2 separate regions of the Mus musculus genome follow, and region 1 is linked to region 2. A link is a contact called in public Micro-C data. All regions are on one chromosome and are shown on one strand. The core of a region is the stretch at or near the end of the contact, and the rest is flanking DNA. Distances in the headings are between cores, read along the strand shown.

What was found. A called contact is a pair of places that touch in the nucleus more often than the background predicts.
Region 1: a Micro-C map of macrophages shows a contact between it and region 2, with 4 times the contacts expected there. The contact joins the promoter of Blcap here to the enhancer-like site in region 2. A contact is called at or near these places in 18 of 39 promoter capture datasets (the 3T3-L1 cell line, the HPC-7 cell line, HPC-7-derived erythroid cells and 12 more), 14 of 484 Hi-C or Micro-C datasets (the N1E-115 cell line, bone marrow-derived macrophages, cortical neurons and 7 more), 26 of 115 datasets of contacts at active chromatin or transcription factors (CD8 T cells, the HPC-7 cell line, the NIH/3T3 cell line and 19 more) and 5 of 9 other capture datasets (adipose tissue, embryonic stem cells, liver and 2 more).

What each region holds. Positions count from the first base shown.
Region 1 is chr2:157,562,499-157,567,805 of GRCm38.p6, reverse strand. It overlaps Blcap (bladder cancer associated protein), which reads left to right and starts at 1,445. Exons shown (of 2, transcript NM_016916.3): 1 at 1,445-1,558. Nnat (neuronatin) reads right to left here. Exons shown (of 3, transcript NM_010923.3): 3 at 5,281-5,307.
Region 2 is chr2:157,498,739-157,503,854 of GRCm38.p6, reverse strand. No RefSeq gene overlaps it. Among named protein-coding and RNA genes, the nearest start is that of Gm14279, 22 kb to the left of the region's middle. Within about 2 kb of position 3,279, at least 54 of the 459 cell types and tissues checked have an H3K27ac peak or open chromatin away from gene starts, as enhancers often do. A contact at or near this core is called in the N1E-115 cell line, Th17 cells, bone marrow-derived macrophages and 4 more, where this site is marked.

The DNA.
Region 1 (5,307 bases), core at 196-2,695, 66 kb before region 2:
AGTAGGGACAAGAGAGTCTGCTGCACCCCGCTTCTGCAGTTCCTTTCCCAGCTCCTCCCTAGATCACCATTGGCCTCCTTCCTTCCTGCCTTGGATCCCCTTGGCTTCTAGACACTACCAAGACCCGTGTGCTGAGGGAGGCCCACCAGCCCTTATACAGGTCCACTCTCTCCATCCACGGTGTGCCCAGGCATTTCCGCTACTGAGTTCTCTGTCCCACTTCTGATTGTCCCCTAGCAGCCTGTCTTCGGGCCTTTCCACCCTGGCCAAGGGCTCTTCACCTCTTCTTCATCCCTACAGCCACAGCTTAGGAGTCAATGCCTGTGCCTCAGTATGTGCTTCCCGCACCCAGTTTGATATGATCTCTTCTAGCTCCCTTAGTCACTACCTGTCTGAGTCACCATGACTTTGTGTCTGGAAAGATGTTCTGGTTGCTTAACTGGCTTCCTGTCCCAAACCTCACTTTCATGTTTTCTAACCCTGAAAGTCAATGGCCTCGGAGAGACCCAGATTTCTTTTCATTGCCTCGAAGAACATAGCTTCCCATGTCTCTCAAGACAAAAATTCAAATTCATGACCAAGGTACCTGTCATATTCCTTGTTCACCTTCCACCCTTAGGGTTGTCACCTCCATGTCTGGAACAAGACCCCTCACTCACACAATGCACAAACTCAATATGCCTAAGACGGCCCCAACCCTCGCCCACTCCAGACACCAGGATTCCACTCATTTCTCCTCTCTTTACTTTGCCTCCTAGTGCCTTCCACGATGCCTAATTACAAATCATGTACTGGTGCGACTACAAGTGGTTACTGGGTGGTAGTCTCTCCACTATCCCCCGACACTCACTCTCACCCTGGTGACTGAGAAAATTGGGGTCAGGAGTAGAATTGTACCTCCTTAGCCTCTAGCACTGCGCTTGCGCACAGTATGAGGTCAGGAACGTGGCTAATAAGCTAGTAAGTGACCACACTGACTCATCTAGACATTAACAAGCCTGGGGCAAGCCATTTCCTCACCAAGGAGGAAGCACGTCCTCAGCCCGTGGTTGAAGGGCCAGATCTGAGCCACGAGAAGTTTTCCCAAAGTACACAAATCACAAGGTGCTAAGGATTCTGCGGAGTTACGCTCATCAGCGTAACTACACCTCGCTCGCCCGCGGAGCTCTCAAAGAGTAAGAATCACAATCTGCTGCATATGCATGAAGGGGACCATGGGCCGGAGGTTCGGGGCTGCCTAAGATACGCCTGACCAAATATTCCACGGGTTTGAAGACCTTAGCGCCCCATAATTTTATTCAAGTCTACTAAAAACTCAGAAAGGACATTTCGTGGCGGATACTGAGGGGAGAGTGTCTGAGAGTAGCCTCGCTTTGAGCCAGTTTGTCAGGCGTTCTCAGAAGACAGCTCGGTTCTGGACCGGGGGTCCTTGGACCGCTCCACTAGAAGACGAAGGGGGCGTCTCCCCAGCTCCTGCGGCGTTGGTGGCGAGCTAAGGTGGAGGCAAGCAGCGGCGGCGACGGCGACAGTGGCGGCAGTGCCATGGTGGGGCTCGCAGGTATCGTGGCGTCGCCCGCCTGGGCAGGGTGAGAGCGCTCGGTGCGGCCGCGCCGCCATGTTAGCCCTCCGGGGTCACCTTAGGCGTCGCTTGGCCTCTCGCCGGGGCTTTCCGCGCGGCCGGGGTCGGGCGCACCCTTGTCTGGCGTCAGATGACCTCCCCTTTTCGTCCCAACCTGGGCCTTGGGGGTGGTCCCTTCCCGTCCCTTGGGTGGGTTCCGGGGTTCCTTAGCTGTCACTCTGGCCTCCAAGGTCAGCGCGCTCCCGGGACGGGGCTGGGAGGGGCGGGCGCGACCACCACCTCCTCTGTTCCGGACCTTGGCGAGGGGCTCAGCTTCTGGGAGGCTGGACACTCTTTCCTCGCCACTTCAGTTTCTCTCCCCCCCCCCTTTTTTTTTCTTTTTCTTCCCCCACCCTTATCCGAAGGAGTGTGGGGAGAAAGTAGAAGTGGGCCCCGAACGCTCTCTTTTGTGTCCGGAGTGATAGGGTGACCATCTGCTACGGGTCCCGTGTGCTTCTCACTTCCACCAACTTTTCGTCGAGTCTGGACACCGGTTCCCTCTCCAGTTTGTGGGGAGTGGCACTCAAGGGCAGCAGAAGGAACGGAGTGCCTGGCTGGAAAGGAAGAATGGGGGATGGGGACAGTCGATTTTTTTTTTTTTTTCCTTTCTCTGCCAAACCACCTTTAGGTTTCTTCTAAGTCTCTTGTCTCTTTTTACTTGGGAAACTGGGGCCCGTTCTAGTTTATAGGTTATTTCTGTTTATAGGTTCGGATCTTCTTTGTCCCTTTCAGGGAACTGATATATTGGGGACAGCTCTGCCCTGTCTGACATGGTCCAGCCATCCTGTCAGCCATCTGAACTGCAACACCAAAGCCAGGACCCAAAAAAAGTTCCATTTTATGTGCCCCTGGCAAGCATTAGATTGAGCTGGCTTGTTTCTTTTAAGTCAAGATTCATTAATGGCCAGAGTTCCTGTTTAAAGATTGGATTTCTGGAACCTTGGTCAGTTTCCAGGAACCAGATCAATTCTCGATCTGAAAATGGTCATCTTAAAGTTGTTGACAGAACACTTTAACTTCTTACCTGTTATTTCTAGGGGGATGAGAGTTAGGCTGCCCTTTTTACTTGTTCTCTTTGAAATACACGCATTCCATTCAAGCTTGTGACTGTGTGATTTACCAAGAGCCCTGTATTGCCTTCCTCTCTGTCTTCTGGCTCTGCCCTGGGAATGTTCAGGAATCTGTATCCTGGTGTGGTATGAGCCCTGTGGAGGGAGGGGGACAGGATTATTTCCAGAGAAGATTGTGGCAAACATTGTCTCTCAGGCATATGGAAGAAGTCAGTGGTCACCTGAAAAAAGAGACTTTGGTAAATTAGTCTTATGTTTGTGTATACACATTTAAATCTCCTGGGGAAGATTAGCTGCCAGCTCAGAGGCTCGCCCTTTGGGATGTTGGCTCCTGAAGCGATCCAAGTTTGAAAGTAGATATCTAGTAAGGAGTCAGCAGCGAGCCTGCTTCCTTCAAAACCTCTGTGTAATTAAGCTGTCTTTGGCCAGCCCCAGAGTCAAAGCCAAAAATCTTAATTCCTGTCCTGTCCCTCAGATACATTTCAGTCACAATTCAGTTACTTTACAGATAGACTTAAAAGTCTCCTAGAACCCACATCTCTAAAAGTTTTGGTACTTAGTAACCTCCACCCTACTGAGCTTGAGCTGGTCAGGCCTTCTCTGGCATTAGTGCCTGGAATCTCGTGTGTTGCTAGATTCCCATAAAGCTGTTCCACTTCACCTTCTCCACCTTTGCTCCTCTTTGGAGGTAGCAACCTCTTTAAGAAAAAGGGATATTTAGTTCTGTGTACTAAGGACTTTGCAATAAAGACACATCCCATTGCTTTATGTGAGAATAAAATGTTTTAATGCATAGCTTGTGGAAGCATTGTATAAACAAGGTGGTTTTGTATCAGGCTTGCAGGTTTGACACAAAGAAAGGGCACGAACACATTCCTGCCTCCTCTGGAGGGTTTAGTTTGCTGTCAGGACAAAAGGGTGTGGAGTGGGAGAAGAAAGTGGGTAGTAGACATTCACATTCTCAGGGTCACCAGGGCGCCTTGAAGACTCCACCTACACTCATCACTGCTGGATAATAGATGGAAGAAAAAGGTTTTACCAAGATCATCTGGAAAGCCCTGGAGTTACCAGTAGTAGCCTCCTGGCTTAGGGATGGGCACAGGATATGCTATGACCAGAGTAGCCAGACTCCTTTCTCCCTGGTTTGGCTTTTGTGTACTCAGCTGGCATCTAATTTGGGCTGACGTTAGAACATGGAACAATAGAGTGACATCAGGCCCCCCACTCCAGATCTCCAAGGGGAGAGTCAACCTTCCTTTGGAACCTGTGTTGTATATGTACTCAAGGTTCAATGAGTTTAGTATGGCAAACCACAGAAGTTTCTAACCATAAAGGAGGTAGCCACTGACTGCAGATGAGTAACTACGGGGCAGGCACAGGACCTGACCTGACTTCAGGCCTTAGCAGCAGCTGTATCTACCCTGCTAAGGAAGACCGCGCCTTGGAATGGGTTTCACATCCAAGTCCTGTGGAATCCCGCCTCTCTGATGTGTATGGGGCTCATCTGGACCTTAGTAGGGAACTAAAAGCAACCTGGCTGGGTGGAAAAGCCAAGGCCACACCAAAATCTGTGCTACTTTCCCCCGTAATTCCCTAGTGCTGAATGAGACTATAAAGTCCCTGCAGAAGAGGGAGGTGCCAGTGATTGATTTGAAAATCAGGGTTTCTTGGGGGATCTGCAGGTCAGGGTTCAAGAACTTTGAGGTGCTTTGTGCACCTGAGTGTGTAATGTGATGACCAGGACTAGGAAGTTTGAGGAAATAGCAAGAGAGACTGGTGACCTTCTAACTCATTGGCATAGGAGCAGGTGTGCAGAGACAGGGACGGGTAAAGCCAGAAATGAGGCTTAACAGGTGGCAGGACCATTTGGTGAGGCAGTCAGCTGACACTTGTGAACAGCTCTGGCTAACCAAGAAAGGGAACTAAGGGGCCAGCCCACCCTCCCTGCTGCAATGGGAGGGGAAAAGGCAAGCTATCGATCTGATAAGGCCCTTAGGGATGAACTGAGAAAACTAAGAGAGGGAGTGTCCAGCTGGAGGGTTGGAAAATCAAGACAGGATGGCCAGCCTTAGGGTGATCCTGGGGTCTGGAGCATTAAGCTTGGTGGAGGAGGGGCCAAGCCACACCTCATGCTCATTGTCCCAGCCACCACCCCCTCTTCTTGCCCAGCATTCATTTCCTGGGGCTCCTGGGTAGAGAGATCTGTGGTATAGCTTTATATTCTTAAATTAACCCGTATGACCCTTAGTATTCCATTTAGAGGGCCAGTCCCAGTTATTTTCTCTCCATCTTTCCCAGATAGAAAACCTGCCATGGTACCTTATCTCGGCACCACCAAATAAATTCACCCATCATCGTGGGGAAGGGAAAATGTCCCTTATTCTGGGACAGATGAATTCCACTCTTCTCATTGCGGATGAGAAATAGTCCTTTATCTCAGGACAGATTTAAATGAGGCAGATATGGGCATCTCAGTTTATTCTTGTCTTCTTGTGGTCCCCCTCCCCATTCCAAGTGGTGTGCCCCTCCACAATGAGTACATTGCCCAGCTTTATGGATAATGTGACGCAGTCGCAAAAGAAGCCACAAAAGAACTTTTTGGTGCACCCCCACTGCCCT
Region 2 (5,116 bases), core at 2,030-4,529:
GAATGGAAGGATGGATAGGTAGGTAGGTTGGTGGATGGATGGATGGATGGATGGATGGATGGATGATGAATGGATGGGTGGATGGGTGAGTGGGTAGGTGGATGGATGGATGGATGGATGGATGCGTTGATGGATCAATAGATTAATGGATGGTTAGTGGATGGATGAATGGATGGGTGAGTAGGTTGGCAGATGAATTGATGGGTAAATGGATAGATGAATGACCTGGTATATAACTGGGGGGAAAGGACAGTCAGAAGTGACTCCAGGCTTCTGAATGCTGAACCTGGGTGGAAGTAATGTCTAGTGCTATTGAGAACGGAGACACATCTTATTGACACAGCAACAATGCGACAAGTGGAGGAAGCTTGCAGGACCTGTGGCCTGGGGCAAAGGTTGGGGCATCTTGTTTGTCAGCCATGGTAGACACAGAGGAGCCTGGGTTAGTTTCTTCAGGGAAACACCAAGTGAGTGAAGAGCCAAGTGCCAGCTCAAGGTCTGTGAGGCTTGAGGACAGGAAAAAGAGGCTGGAGAAGAGACAGAGAGCCCTGGCATTGAGCTAATTAAGCAGTTTATAGACATAAAAAAAGATCACCAACGTTAACAGGCAAGGGGAGGGGCAGAGAGGGTGGGGTCACGTGTGTCATACTGTAGGAAAGAAGAAACCTACAGGTGCTCCTGGTGAGACTAGCCAAAAAGGACACAGGTCCTGATACACAGGCATTACATGTCTGTGGCTAGATATTTCATGGATGGGGGTGGGGGTGGGAGGAATGAAAGGAACAATGAAAGAGTAAGTCGGAGAGTAAGGATAAAATAGGGCTAAAAATGAAAACAGAAAGAAAAAACCCAGGTGTGGCCACACATGCTTTTAATCTCAATACCCAGGAGGTGAGCACAGGAGGATTACCACAAGTTTAAGGCCAGCCTGGGCTACATTCCAGGCCAAGATTCTGGTGTGGCAGCTTTGCAGGCTGTGGAGACAATCGGGACTTCCTCTGAGGGAAAGGAGGTGGGGACCAGGATCCATGAAAGCAAAAACAACCTCAGATCAGCTCCGGGAAAGGAGAGACATGGAGGGGGTGGGGGTGGGGGCAGCCAGCACGTACACACAGAGCAAGAATAACACAGCCTCTGAGCAAAATTCAATAACTCTCCTCTGGAGAGAGATGAGAGAGATGGAGCTGCGCTGAGCAAGATGAAGTCAGAGCCCGGAAGCGGGGTTGGGGGTGGGGGTGGGGGTGGGGGCAATATCTGTCAACAAGAAAATTAAAAGAAAAGGGAGAGCAAGATGAGTCCCTGCCAGATGGGGCAAGCAGACTCCCAGCTGGGGTCCAACAGGTGCCTTACACTGCTTGGCTCACCAGGAGGGTGAGCATTCTCAGGTCCTTCTGCCTGTGTGGTGGGTGGGTGGGTGGATAGATAGATGGGTAGGGAAATGGACAGATAGCAAATCTAACAAAGGACTCCAAGAATGTTCTGGAAGCTTCCAGAGCTACCCTCTATCCTTCTCTCTGCCCCAAAGAGAGCGGTCACACTGTTGGCCATCAGTGGGCTCCGTGTGAATCTAGCCAATGGATGTCCTGGGTGGTAGGATGTGGTGAGGCTTTCTGGTTTTCCTTAGGTGGCCAGCCAGGCAGCCTCTGCTCTCCTGCAGGTCCTGGTCACTGCTGCCCTCGTCCCTCAGCAGACAGAGGTGGCCATAGTCTTACTATTGTCTGTTCTATGTTTCTGCAGAGCCTCTCAGGTTCCTCTGCTCCCACATCCTGCAGCATAGACCTTTGTAGACTCTTCGTTGTTGTTTTTTTTTTTTGTTTGTTTTTGTTTTTTTTGATACTGGAGTTGCTCACTCTGCAGCCTTGGCTGTGCCAGTACTTCCAGATATCCACCTGCCTCTGCTTCTGGCATTCTGAGATTATAAGCCTGTATTCCATGCCTGATGTTTTAATGGTTTTTGTTTTATTTTGAATGTTATGTGTATGAGTGCTTTGTCTACAGGTGTGACTATGCACCATATGCATGTAATTCCCTCGGAGGCTTGAAGAGGGCATTGGATTCCCTAGGACTGGAGTTACAGACTGTTGTGAGCTATCATGTGAGGGCTGGGAATTGAACCTTGGTCCTGTGGAAGAGCAAGGCCAGTTCTCTTAACCACTGAGCCATCTCTCCAGCCCTCAAGCTTTGTAAATTCATTACAAATGTTCCTAAATTTGAGTGTCAATCAAAGTGGCACTTTCCTGTTGGGACACCTCCAATACACACACACCACTGCCACCACCGTCACCACCACTGTCATCATGACTACCACTACCACATTGGGACAGAGACAGTGATGACCACATCTAAAGGGAACAGGGAGAAATCAGAAGCTGAGTGGGGCAGAGAACAGGAAAGAGAGAGAGTGACTCAGAGTCCTAGGGAGGACTTTACTTTTTATACGAAGATGACGAAGCCGTGTATCACTAAGAGATTAAATATTAACTCTGGAGAAAAAGCAGAGGCAGCAGGGGAAGAGAATCAGAGCACTTACAGAAGAGATGCATGTCCATACATCCCATGTCCCCTCCTGTGCTGCCCCCCCACCTGTGTAGACACCACCTTAAGATGCTCACAGAGAAAGCCAAACCCCAGTGCCCAGGAAAAATGTCCCCAGGGCTATAGCAAGAGGGGCTGCTCATCAACCATGGCAATGGATGTGGGGGTCTCTCAGGTGAGAAGAAACCAAAGTTTGAGTGGACCTCAGGCCCTGGGAAGGACACAGCAGGTAAGAGAACCCTGAGAAAAAGGGAACAAGGAAAACCAGGAGGCTCAAGAGGAAAGAGCTGATTTGACTGGCAGTCCAGGGGGTGGGGTGGACATGGTGGACTCAGGCCACCAGGAGGCCACCAGAGCGTAGGGTGGGGAGTGGTGGGTCAGATCCCAGTATCCCTTCCATTCCCTGTGACCTGTGGATCAAAAGGAACATTAGTCAGCAAGTGGGGACTATAGGTCAGTTGAGGGAGGTGAAGGAGTTCTGGCTCCTCTCCAGAACCCCAGGAGAGGGGAGATGCTGGGCATTCTCAGGGAGGAGTGGCGTGTGAACACAGGCCCGGAGGAGAAAGCTGGAAGGAAGAGCTGTCTGAACTTAAGGAGTAGAGAGAAGGGAGTAATGGAGAGGGGAGGCAGGAGGTGGAGCTGGAGCCCAGAGACTCCAAAGACTTGCTGTGTTGTGGGTGACGGGTGTAACATTTAGAGGTGACACAAAATGGGAAGTGTGTGTGGTGCCTGGCCCCTCCCCCTTCCCCTCTCATGACATGAGGTCAATGACTTTCTCTGCCTCACACTTCTGCCAGGGTGTGTCACCACAGATCTAAAAGCAACAGAGGCCACCAACCAAGGACCAAAAAGTCTACCACACCGAGGTCCATATAACTCTTTCCAGTGTGAGCTGCTCATTAGGGTTTGATGCAATGTTTCAGGAAGCTTCCAGACAGTCATGGGAAGTGTTGACATGTGTGGGTATAACTCCACAGCATGATCCACAGGCAGGCATAAGCAACACAGCGGCAAAGGGAGGGAAATATTGTCTCAGGAGCCTCATAAGTAGGTGGCAGGATTCAAGAAGAGTGGGTAAAGGGCACTGGAGGGGGACGGCCTTCCCTTGGCATGTTGAAGCTGGAAAGATACAATGCAAGGGGGGAAAAGTAGGTAACAGAAAGAAAGACACACTCCAGGCTGGTGAGATGGCTCAGTGGGTAAGAGCACCCAACTGCTCTTCCGAAGGTCTGGAGTTCAAATCCCAGCAACCATATGGTGGCTCACAACCATCTGTAACAAGATCTGACTCCCTCTTCTGGAGTGTCTGAAGACAGCTACAGTGTACTTACATATAATAAATAAATAAATCTTTAAAAAAAAAAAAAGAAAGAAAAAGAAAGACACACTCCAAGGGTGATCCCCAAAAACCCTTTTGGTGAACTTTTGTCACCCTCAATCACCTTGGGGTGTGAGTGGACTCAGGTTCTTCAGAGTGTACTGGGAATTTGAATTCTCTGCCCTCAGCAAGCACATGGTAGCTACTCAGCTCATATTTGTTGACATGGATAGATGGGTGGGTGGATATATGAATGTATATGTGCATATGCAGGTAAGTAGGTAGATGATAGATAGATAGATAGATAGATAGATAGATAGATAGATAGAGATAGATGTAGGTAGATAGATAGACAGATGATAGATGATGGATAGATAAATAAATGATAGATGATAGCAGATGACAGATAGATAGATAGATAGATAGAGATAAATGTAGGTAGATAGACAGATGATAGATGATGGATAGATAAATAAATGATAGATAATAGATAGACAGATGATAGATAGATAGATAGATAGATAGATAGATAGATAGATAGACAGACAGACAGGTATAGATAAATAATGGGTGGGTGGATGGATGGATGGATGGATGGATGGATGGTAGATGGATAGACAAGCAGTCAGATGAAGAAAGACAGAAAAGGTGGAAACTAATCTTGTTCATGAACATACACATAATGCAAAGAAAAAACCAGAATCACATAGAAATGCCTGGCATAATGGCTCTTGTGCTTGTAACCCAAACACTGTGGAGGCAGAGAAGGGTGGCTCCCAGATGCTTGCTGGCCAGCCACCCCAGCCTAATCCAGCCAAGTCCAGGCCAATGAGCAACCCTGATTCTAAAAACAAGGTAAGATCTGTGTAGATGACTCTTTCAGTAAAGTGTGTGGCACAAAAGCATGAGGACCCATGTCCAGATTCCCCAGAAGCCCCACAAAAGCCAGGACTGGTGACATGGCGTCATAATCCCAGACCTGAGGGGACAGAGACAAGTGGATCCCTGGAACTGAGAAAGATATCCACTGTAGGCTCCTGCCTTTTACACACAGAGGCATGCATGCTCTCTCTCTCTCCCTCTCTCTCTCTCTCTCTCTCTCTTTCTCTCTCTCTCTCTCTCTCTCACACACACACACACACACACACACACAGCAGGGATGATGAACAGACAGCTAAACTAGACAAAAAGCCCTCTACACAGTAAGAGAAGGGGCGTGGCTGAGGGAGATGAAGACAGAGGCTAGCAATTATTACACACAAA